Regions from separate parts of the Gossypium hirsutum genome. Here region 2 is linked to region 1. The links are chromatin contacts, called in public Hi-C maps. All regions are on one chromosome and are shown on one strand. The core of a region is the stretch at or near the end of the contact, and the rest is flanking DNA. Distances in the headings are between cores, read along the strand shown. Region 1 holds the start of LOC107917879 (RING-H2 finger protein ATL80). Region 2 has its middle 22 kb from the start of LOC107917330.

Region 1 (5,396 bases), core at 1,024-3,523:
TTAACTTGGATTTCATAAACAATAATTGCATCAACCAGGTCTGTGGTGGTATATAGGTCCTGCCGCCTAGACGACTAGGGTTCTCTTATGATAATAAAATAAAAGACGGTCAGAGAGAGGCAGGACTTCCAATCCCATCGTATCTCAGTTGATTGGTTATTCTGCTCCATTAGTGGACCATCCACCTTATTTTAATGGACGGCTTGAAATCAAAGGCACATATTATATGTTTTACTAATGAAGTAAATTTTCATGGTAACAGGCATAAAGAAGAGTGGACTAGAATATACTATCTTTGTTAGGTCAAGACAAGAGTTAATTACTAGTTTAAAAATTCCCAATTAGTGGCTTATATGCACTTTTGTTCCTATCACCCTGTGTATAATAATAAATACAAGTATGATCGTTAGTGATGCATTCAATTTTTAGCACCACCCACCCCACCGCCACCTTTCAATCACAAATTCCATTTCACAAGTTGCCAAAATCAGTTACATTTACTCAGAATGGAAACAAATGCCTGCTTTCCTTCCATCTTCCTAAATCCTGGAATTAATAAATTAATGAAACCTTTTGCTCACCATCATCATATCTCTTGGATTGCACCCAATGGACTTGGGAAGAAGTTGGGTTTTCATTAATTTTGACCTATTTTTAACCCATGTAGAAAGTGAAAGCTTTTTTCAATGCTGAATATAATAACATATCCAACCCAAGAGGAATGATTTTATTTTTAGGTACTTTTTAACCTGTAGTGAGTGAAGAGTAAGTGGAGGTGGAACAAGAATCTTGATGCCCCTGCCCAGCCCCACAGCCACCAAACAAGGGGAGGATAAAAGACCCCCCCTTCCCCAAAAGCCAAAAATAAAGCATAAACCACTTGTTTAACGTTGAGCTACCCACTTTATACTTTGCTAATCAGATAGCCTAAAAGTGATGAAGAAAAACAAAAGAGATGGACTCTTATCACCTACTGTTTCCAAATATTTTCTCTTCATCACATGCCCCTTTTTACCTTTTATTATTTCTATTACAGGTAAAATTTCCAACCCTCGTTTCATCGGAATATATTTAAATCAAATCCCAGCCTGAAACCGGATTCACTTGGGAGGACCACATCAAAGCAAAGAACAAGACATGCTTTACAAGTGAAGAAAATATCATGGATGAGCCCAGATAACATCTATATATTACTAAATTGCAATTTTTTGATGGTGGGTATGATTCAGGTAAAGGGAACAGAGAGGAGTTCGTCTTACAGGAATTTCATATTCTGATTTTCTGCCTATAATTATATTTCACAAATATATATATTATGTTCAACTTTACATACATAAATACACCAAATCAAATACTATTACATACAATTCAAATCAATCAAAACCTAAATGTTCCTATTAGGAATAGTAGTGGTATTAATAATAATCATTGGCGGTGGTAATTAGCTAATGAAAAACCTAACCTAACATGATTTCACTTGGAAAAGAAAGAAAAAAAATGGAGGAACCCAGAAGGTGGCTTGGGTTGGCTAGGGCAGGAATCTATTCACATCATCTTCACGCTCTTTCAATCTAGCCTCAGTGTTAGTTCCGGAAGTTGAAGCACCCGGGCCGGGTAAACCCCCACACTTTTGGCACCTGGCAACCAGAATCTGACGGCAGGAAGGGCATGAAGAATGGGAGCCCAGCCAGGTGTCGATGCAGACGACGTGGAAGCCATGGCCGCACTGTGGAAGAACCCGGATTTCGTCCCCTGCGGCGAACTCCGTGAGGCATATCGCGCAGTCGGAGAATTTGGCGGAGAAATCAGGTGAGAAGGTAGCCTTAGGGAGGGACTTGAGGATCTTCTTCTTGAGGCCCTTGTTAGCAGGAGGGGGGGGACGGGATGAAGCAGAGGGATTGGGAGCAAAGGCACCGGAGAGACGGCGAAGCCAGGCGCAACGAGCGACAGCAATGAGACCGAGGACGCAAATAAGGGCACATAGGAGAGCTGCAAGGATAACGACGAAGTCGGAGTCGACGGTTGCCGCTTGTTCAGGTGGCGGCTCAGTAGTGGCCGAGGAGTTGGCGGCGCCAAGGAGCCTAAAAGGACGAGTCATGTGAAGAGAGAGAGAGAGAGAGAGAGAGAGAGAGAGAGAGAGAAGTGGGTTTGGTTCAAGCGTATTTAAAATGTATCAAAGACTGCGTTTGTCTTGTGTTAGTTCCAACCTTTTTCTCCGTCTATGTCATGATTTATAATAAATCTCCCTTCCCTTCCCTTCTATCCTTTTCTTAGTGAATGCTCATTTAAATTACTTCACTATGATATATATAAATTATATAATAAAAATATTTGGTACGAATTTTTAGATTATACAAATGTAAAGTAGAATAAAATATTATTTTTTTAAATTACTTAGACAATATGAATATGTGAAATACTCACCCATTATATAAAATATGAAAATCAAACAATTCATTATAAAATTAAAAACAAATTATACCATTTCTGAAACCTTCCAAAAAAATTTACCAAAATTCAAGGTTGGGTCGACAGGACTGTTGACTATTGAGAGTCCACTAAGAAGCTTAAATGGTGTTTATAATATCATTTCAAAAAGCAGAGGAGAAATGTAATTTAAAAATAGGAGCATAGATCAATGTAAAAAATAATCAATTAATAATAAAAATTAAATTCTTTTCCTATAAAAACCGCAAAAATTGAATTAAGCCACTTCCTCATGTAGCCCCAATAACCAAGAACGAATTTATTGGGTTTTTTACCTATGTATTATAAAAATTAAATAAATTATTTAAATAGTATGTTAAATAAATTATGTACAAAAATGGTATATCCAAAAAATACTGATACATTTGACTGAAAAAAATTATTAAAAAAATTGCTAATGGCAACTAAATAGGTGGCACCTAAAGAAATACGGGTTAAATACGACCCGTACCCGACCTACTGTCACAAAAGGATAGGAAAACTAAGCAGCACTGGTCATGCCTACTAGAGAGGCAGCACACCCCTGGTCACGCCGTTTCCCCAGGCGGCACACCTGTGGCTTGTCAGCGATGGGACGTGTCGGATGGCATGCCGGTGAGTTGTATTTTTGGGGACCATTATAAGGTCCCCAATGTCCTATTTTTTGCTGAAAGAGAGAAGAAAATCTTTAAAGAAGAGAAGAAGAGGAAGGAGAGAGCCGGAAGGGGAAAAAGAAAGAAAAAAAGAGAAGCCGAATAGAGAGAGAGGGAAGGAGAAAGAGAAGGAAAAAAATAAATAGAAAAGGAAAGGAGAGATTGTTGTTTAGAGAAGACTTGGTGTTTAAAAAAATCATAAAAGATAATTTTTTTATTTAATAATTTTTTTGTTATAAGTAAACGTTAATTTGTTTTTGTTGTTATTGTTGATTTAATTCGGATTTAATTTTTAATTTTATTTTTGTAAGATATTATTTGGTTAAAAAGAGCTATTAACGTATGTTTGTATTTATTTTATATTTTCATTCATTCATAAGTTATTTTTAATGTTTATTAAAGTAAAAAACCCTATTTATGTTATGTGTAAAGAATGTGTTATTTTTTTATGTAATTTATTTGTTATGTGTGTTTTAGGTTGATTAAATTTATTTTTTATGTAATTTATTTCGCATGTTATTTTGATTATTTTAATATATATTTTTTAATTTTTTATGTAGGTAAAAGATGAGACCATTGATATGGAATTTGTGAATGGGACCATTAAGTTGGAATTTATGAGATAAATCAGGAATAATAGTTTACATATTGTAATTTTTTAAGATTTTATAATTAAGAATAAGTGTTTATGTTTTTAAATTTTATTTTAAATTTTTTTATAAATATTATAAATGAAATTTCTTTTAAATCTTTCGATGCAAAATTTTTTTTTTGACAATAATTAAGTTGGCATGATATTATATATATATTAGATTTTAAACCAATACAATTTACTTATTATCATTTTAAAATAATAATAAAAATATTCATATTTATTATGTTGAGATAGTTTATGTTATGTTTATATTATTTTTTTTATTGGCATGTTATTTTTATTATTTTAATATAAATTTTTTGTTTTTAATGTAGGTAAAAGATTAAACCATTGAGATGTGATTTGTGAATGAGACCATTGAGTTGGAGTTTGAGTTGGAATTTAAAAGATATATTTATTTTGTTATTGTAGTATATCAAAAAATATGACGAGTACAAAACTGTTTGATATTTTTTGTAATTAAAAGCAATATATAAAATTTAGGTATTTTGATAAATATTTAAAATGCATCAAACTTAGAAATTAATTACCGAAATTTGTTTTGAAATTGCAAGTATCGCAATGGGTTCATTGATTAAGAACGATGATCACATATCAAACACAGTTAATAATATGATAATATATTGTTATTTGTTAATCATGGGTTCCCTTAAAAAAGGTTCTACATCATTTACGAAAATAAATTATGTTATAATAACTATTTCTGTAATTTAATAGTGTCAGGGCCCATATCGCGCATTAAGAGGTCGGATGAATGGTTTAGGATATCCCCCGGATGAACGACTAATGCCATACTTAGAGTTAGCTGGATTCGAGTCAGCAGCATTGATCCAGACGTTTGATTTGCTGTACGATTTAATATCCACATTGGTTGAGCGTTGGCGCCCAGATACCCACACTTTTCATTTTCCATGTGGGGAGTGCACTGTCACTCTAGAGGATGTTGCATTGCAACTTGGCCTCCCAATTGACAGAAGTGCTGTAATGAGTGTAAGTACGATAGTTGAGCTGGCTGCCCTTATTTATAGCCTACTAGGAGTCTCGCCCATTGATGCTAAGTCCAAATTTACGAGTTTGAAATTTTCATGGCTGAAAGTTAATTTTGAACATTTATCAATTAATGCCACTGAACAGGAGGTGATGTGCGTAGCTCGAGCATACATTATGCATATTATAGGGGGTGTACTGATGCCGGATGCGAACAACAATAGGGTTCATTTGATGTATTTACCACTATTAATTGATTTGCAGAATGTTCGCTCATATAGTTGGGGTTCCGCAGTTTTGGCTATGTTGTATCATTAACTTTGTGTCATAGATATAGGCAGATGCCTCATATTGCTGCAGTCATGGGCTTTTTATTGGATGCCATTCTCAGCATCGGTTAAGCACCAAGCATACGTATTTCTATTGGTAAACAGGTGATAAAATTTAACTTGTTATAGCAATTAATTGACATTTTTTTTCTAATGATATTATTCTAATGATACTATTCTAACATGTAATTTGTTTTCGTACATGGAGTACCAATCTGGGTATCGAGAGCTTATACACTGTCCCGATATATCGTCTAATGATTGAACAACATGTTAGGGATGGGGTAAGCTATTCCAATATTCGTG
Region 2 (5,396 bases), core at 1,537-4,036, 94 kb after region 1:
ACCAAAAATAGAGTCGACGTCCTGATGAGCAATCTTCTTCGTTGCAAGATGGAGTGACAATGAGTTGCTTTGTGATGCCGAGTGGCCTGAGGTCACGATGTGACAATTTTTTTGGCGACATCATGATGTGGAAGAAGTGACATCACGACATCGGTCCTGAGATTTTGAAACTTTACAATTTGGTCATATTTCGTGCTTGGGTTAATAAAAGAGCTTTCGGGAGCTCAATTAAGACTCGGATTTGCTTGTGTATCATAATGTAAATGTGTTTAACATATAATTGTATGTCTGAATGATTGCTTTATTGTGTAATTACCTGTATTTGCTCCGACAACGAATGTCGCATCTTGTAGCTTGGACTTAATGATTGAGTCAGGTGAGGGGTGTTACAAATCTCCACTATAGCGATGCCGACATTTTAATTATCAGTACATTAGGATAAGAGGTTTGCTTTAGCGAGACCACTATTTCAATTATCTTTTTTTTAACTAAAAATATTTCGTTTGCTTATGTTTTATTAAGTTAGGCTTGTAACCATATTTTTCTTTTAGATAGGCATGTAGCCTTGTTTTGTAACTTTGAACAACTTTGAATTTGGATTAAAATCCATTTGAAAGGATTTTATCAACTTTGACTTTGATGAATTTAGCAATTCCAAAGGTGAAATAATTTTGATCTCTTAATAACATTGCTTCTTGATTCTTTATAATTAAGGGGTCAATATTAGTCCTAATTGACATTATTGGTTCCTACTTGTTTATAAACGAGTCAATGGCCCATGTTATTGAAAACTTTTCTGAGGATTTTATTTCCATTCATGGTTGCTTGGTTTCATAGCAAGTGCATGAGATCAAAATTTGATCTCTAATTTTAATTATAAAAAAACATCCAATTTCACTACAATTATCATAAACAAAACATCCCATTTTAATTATAATTGCATATAGCTTTCTCATATGATCTCCAATTTCAATTAATTGTTTTGAGGTGGCGAGTTGGACTAGTACAGAGATAAGTTAGGAGACATTTGAGTACAGTTTTTAATACTTAAACTAATCTAAAATTAATATTTTCAGTCATGTTTCATAATATATAATAAAAGAAATGATGAAAAATGCTTTTTATTACTTTGTACAATTTATTTCAATTATTTTGTAACATGCAAATTCTATGGGCGAAGTTGTGGCTTTTCCTAATGGACCCATCACAAGAAGCAAAGCATGACAAACTAAATTCATTCATTCATTCAACAATTTATTTCCAACACCTAAAGGAATTCCATCAACATTATGATGTCGTGCAAAACAATTTCTCTTACATAAATTTAAGCATTTTGAATAAATTTCCTAAGTGTGAGGAAAATTGAAATAAATTTTATCTTAGATAAATAAACTTTTTTTTAAAACTAGTTTTATTTAGCTATTATCATTTTATTTATCTTACATAATTATGTTTTTTTTTAATTTAAACTAGTCTTATTTAGTTTTTTATTTATCTTAGATAGCTTTTTCTTTTTAATAACCTAATTTTATTTAGATTTTTTTAGCTAATTAGACTTTTTTTTTAAATTTAAACGAGTTTATCTTTGTATTTCAAATGCTATGTGCTAGCCTATAGATAGGAGCCTTGGACTATATTATTTGAATCAAGTCGGATTGTCCAGTCAGATTGGGAATCAAAAATCATTTGGGGTACTAGTTTTAATAACTTTGGATTTCACATTAATATTATCCTTTAAATTTTCTTTAATATGGTATAAATTTTTTAATTATGATTTGAAATTTGTCTTACTATATTTGAATTTTTAATAATTAATATATTTTAATTATGATCAATAATTTGAATAAAAATTAAAAAAACTAATTACAATAGTTAAAATACATTGTTTAAAAAATAAATTTAAAAATTAAACGAGAAAATTCACATGTATCACTAGAAACTAGTAATTTTTCATTCATAGTCAAATGCATTTATTATAACTTTGATTTGATAGTATGCCTTTAAGTTTACTTTGATAGCATGTTTTCTTAGTTTCTTGGTGTTTTTCATTCTTTTTACATTGGGCAATTTTCTAATCAGAACTGAGATTTTGCGTAGGTAATTGATACGATGGAGAGCGAGATGGCGACACTTTCCATTGAGGAGGGAGAAGATGAGTCACGAAAAATCAATTTGAGAGATGATGGCACTGAGGCCAGTTTAGATTTCTATGTGGTGGGTAGTTCTCTTATTACGAGTGTCATTCAGTTCAAGCCATGCGAACCACATTGGTTAGTCTGTGGCACCCTCTTGGGGAGTAACGATCACAGATCTAAACAAAAAGAGATTTATTTTTTTTGTTTTATTATGAGATTGATCTTGGCAAAGTCTTGAAGGGGAGCCCATGGACGCTCAATAATCATCTACTGGTTTTTCATTTATTAAAGCACGTGGAAGACCCACTGCAAGCTCCTTTATTTCATGTAGATTACTGGGTCTAGATACATGATATCTTGGTTAGTTTAGTGTCTAAAGATATGGCAAAACAGTTTGGGGATTTTATTGGTTAGTTTCTATACTACAATGCGAAGTCTATATGTAGGGGATTTCAGGGCTATATGAGAACTCGTGTTAGGATCAATATCTCAAGTCCATCGAAGTACAGGAAAAAAACTGTTCTATCCCAGAAAAATTGTGTATGTGCTCGTTTCCAGTATGAGAGGCTAACTATTTTTTACTTTTTGTGTGGGCGGTTGGGCCATATGGAAGGTTTTTGTCCGATCATAATTATTCATAGTCTGAACGAATTGCCACTATAATGGGACATTTCACCAAAGGTCATACTCAGAAGATCAATGGTGTCCAAGAGTTGTTGATTATGTGAGGAGGGTGATGTTTCTTTCTCAGTGATTATGGGAACTTTTTCTGATAAGGAAAAATCAGTTACTAAGGATGATATTTAGGGATTATTTCGAAATCCTGATTTCCTTAATCATGTTGAGCTAATTTAGGCGTAAATCTAGGAAGTAAAAAATCGAGAGATATTGGGGAAATTGCAAGTGTTAATCTGAACATGGGCCCGGATGGTGAGGACCGCCCAATGGATATTGCTGAAGGTAAGAAATGTCCTCGAACTACACCATCTTCTTTTATTTCTGCTGCTCGGGATTCAGGGAAGACTTTTACTAAATAGTCAAATGTTTAATTATTTGAGATATCGGTTTGTTCTGCGACGCAGGGCAGCCAGAAGTAATAAACTCTTAATTTGAAATGTTCGGAGGCTAGGGCACCCTCAGTTGATTTATCGCCTTTGGTATATGCTGAGGGAGACTAACTCCATTGCAACTTTTTTCATTGAAACAAAGCTACAAAGTTCAACAATGGAAAAGGTTAGGCAAAGTTGAGGCTTTGCGAATGAGATAAAAGTTAGTTGCGATGATACTAGAGATGGTCTATCATTATGCTGGAAATAGGGTTGTAAGATTTCACTTTGCAATTTTTCAACGAGTCATATTGATGTCATGGTAAAAGATGAATCGAAGGGTAATAGTTAGAGGTTTACGGGGTTCTAAGGGCGTCCTAAGGGAAATCTTCGCAATCAATATTGGGAGTTGCTTTGGGATTTATTTGGAAGAGATAATTTTCCATGGCTTGTTCTGGAAGACTTTAATGAAATAACTTACTCCTATGAAAAGCAACGAGGTAGTTTAAGAAGTGAAAAGAGTATAGAGGCTTTCCGTTTAGCACTTGGTGAATGTGAACTCTCGAACTTGGGCTATAACGGTCAGTGGTTTACATGGGAGCGTGGCAAGCTTCCTTACGTTAATATTCATGAAAGACTTCATAGGGGATGGTGAACATGGAGTGGTGTGAAATGTTCCCTAATTTTATAATGCAGCATTGTGCGCATACTATTTCTGAACATTGTCCTTTTTACTCAATACTGGTTGTATCGACAGTTTTCATGAGACTAGGTAGTAAGGTTTTAATTTGAAGCAACTTAGATTGTAGAGGACTCATTTAAAGAGTGGTTAAGAGGCTCTGGTCTGTGTCGAAAGGTACTGTTCTCAAACGTATTAAATTTGTTGGCCATAGTTTAAAAGCTTAGGCCAAGAATTTGCGACATTCTTCAAAATTGGTTTTCAGTAATTTACAGAAGCGAGTGGATGAATTAAATATGACAGACCTGGATGATAATATTCTGGAGATATTTATTGTAACCAAGATGCATTTGAATATGGAGATTGACAAGGGTGAAAGATACTAGGAGCAATGGGCGAGGGCCAATTGGTTGAGTAATGGGGATTGCAGCACGACTTATTTTCATAAATTTGTTTCCAGCACAGACAAATAAAAATGATTGATCATATTGAAAATCTCAACCGGCTAGGTGTTACAGATGACAATAGAATTGAACAAGTTGTTTGTCATTATTTCATTGATCTCTTTACTTCGCATGAGCAAGGAGATACAGGTCAAATCCTATCGGGCATTTCTAGTCATGTTATTGATGGCATGAATGGCTTCCTACGGTCACAGTTCAAATAAGACGAGATTTTGATAGCCTTAACAGCATGCACCCTACTAAGGCACCGAGTAATGATGGTATGTCTGCCCTCTTCTATCAAAAGTATTGGCATATTATTGGTGATGATGTTCATAAATTTTGCTTAGCATTATTGAATAGTGGTTTATCAGTTTCTAACATAAATCAAACCAATATAGTATTAATTCCAAAGTAGGCTAATCCCCATAATATGACCCATTTTTTGCTAATTAGTTTTTGTAATTTATTGTTTAAAATTATTTCCAAGGCCATTGTAACCATATTACAGGTGATTATTCCCCATTGTATAGATGAGTCACATAGTGCTTTTATGATTGGGAGGCTGATTATATATAATATAGTGGTGTCTTTCGAGTTGCTGCATTCTTTCAAGAAAAGAAGAGTAGGTCGAAGGGGTTCATTTATGCTTAAGCTCGATATGAGTAAGGCATATGATCAAGTTGAATGGCACCTGGTCAATGAGATTATGTTTAAGATGAGTTTCATAGTTAATTGGGTCATGTTAATTATGAGATGTGTTAAATTAGTTAGCTACCCTGTGGTGTTGAATGGTGAAGCTAAGGGGAATATCTCCTCTTATAAAGGACTAAGGCAATGAGACCCTTTGGGCTCTTTTTTCTTTCTATTTTGCAATAAAGGGCTCTCTTCCTTATTGAGGTTGGCTTGTCAAGATGGTATGTGTTGGATCTAGAGTCCTAAGTGTAATATTTTCATCTAAGTATACTTGTAATTTTTTGAACATATTGGATAATAAAATTATTCATAAATTACATTAAAACTTTGTATATTGTCCTCACATGATTTTTGCACACAAATAAAAATGGAAGTAAATGTTGCTCACTAGTTGTCT

Evidence for each region. A called contact is a pair of places that touch in the nucleus more often than the background predicts.
Region 2: a contact with region 1 is called in a Hi-C map of fibers, with 2.7 times the contacts expected there. The contact joins the enhancer-like site here to the promoter of LOC107917879 in region 1. A contact is called at or near these places in 15 of 34 Hi-C or Micro-C datasets (callus, cotyledon, fibers and 3 more).

Annotation. Positions count from the first base shown.
Region 1 is chrA01:19,328,192-19,333,587 of Gossypium_hirsutum_v2.1, forward strand. LOC107917879 (RING-H2 finger protein ATL80) reads right to left here and starts at 2,274. Exons shown (of 1, transcript XM_016847259.2): 1 at 1,256-2,274. The coding sequence starts at 2,098. The coding sequence ends at 1,529.
Region 2 is chrA01:19,422,020-19,427,415 of Gossypium_hirsutum_v2.1, forward strand. No RefSeq gene overlaps it. Among protein-coding and RNA genes, the nearest start is that of LOC107917330, 22 kb to the right of the region's middle. Within about 2 kb of position 2,787, at least 5 of the 9 cell types and tissues checked have an H3K27ac peak or open chromatin away from gene starts, as enhancers often do. A contact at or near this core is called in cotyledon and fibers, where this site is marked.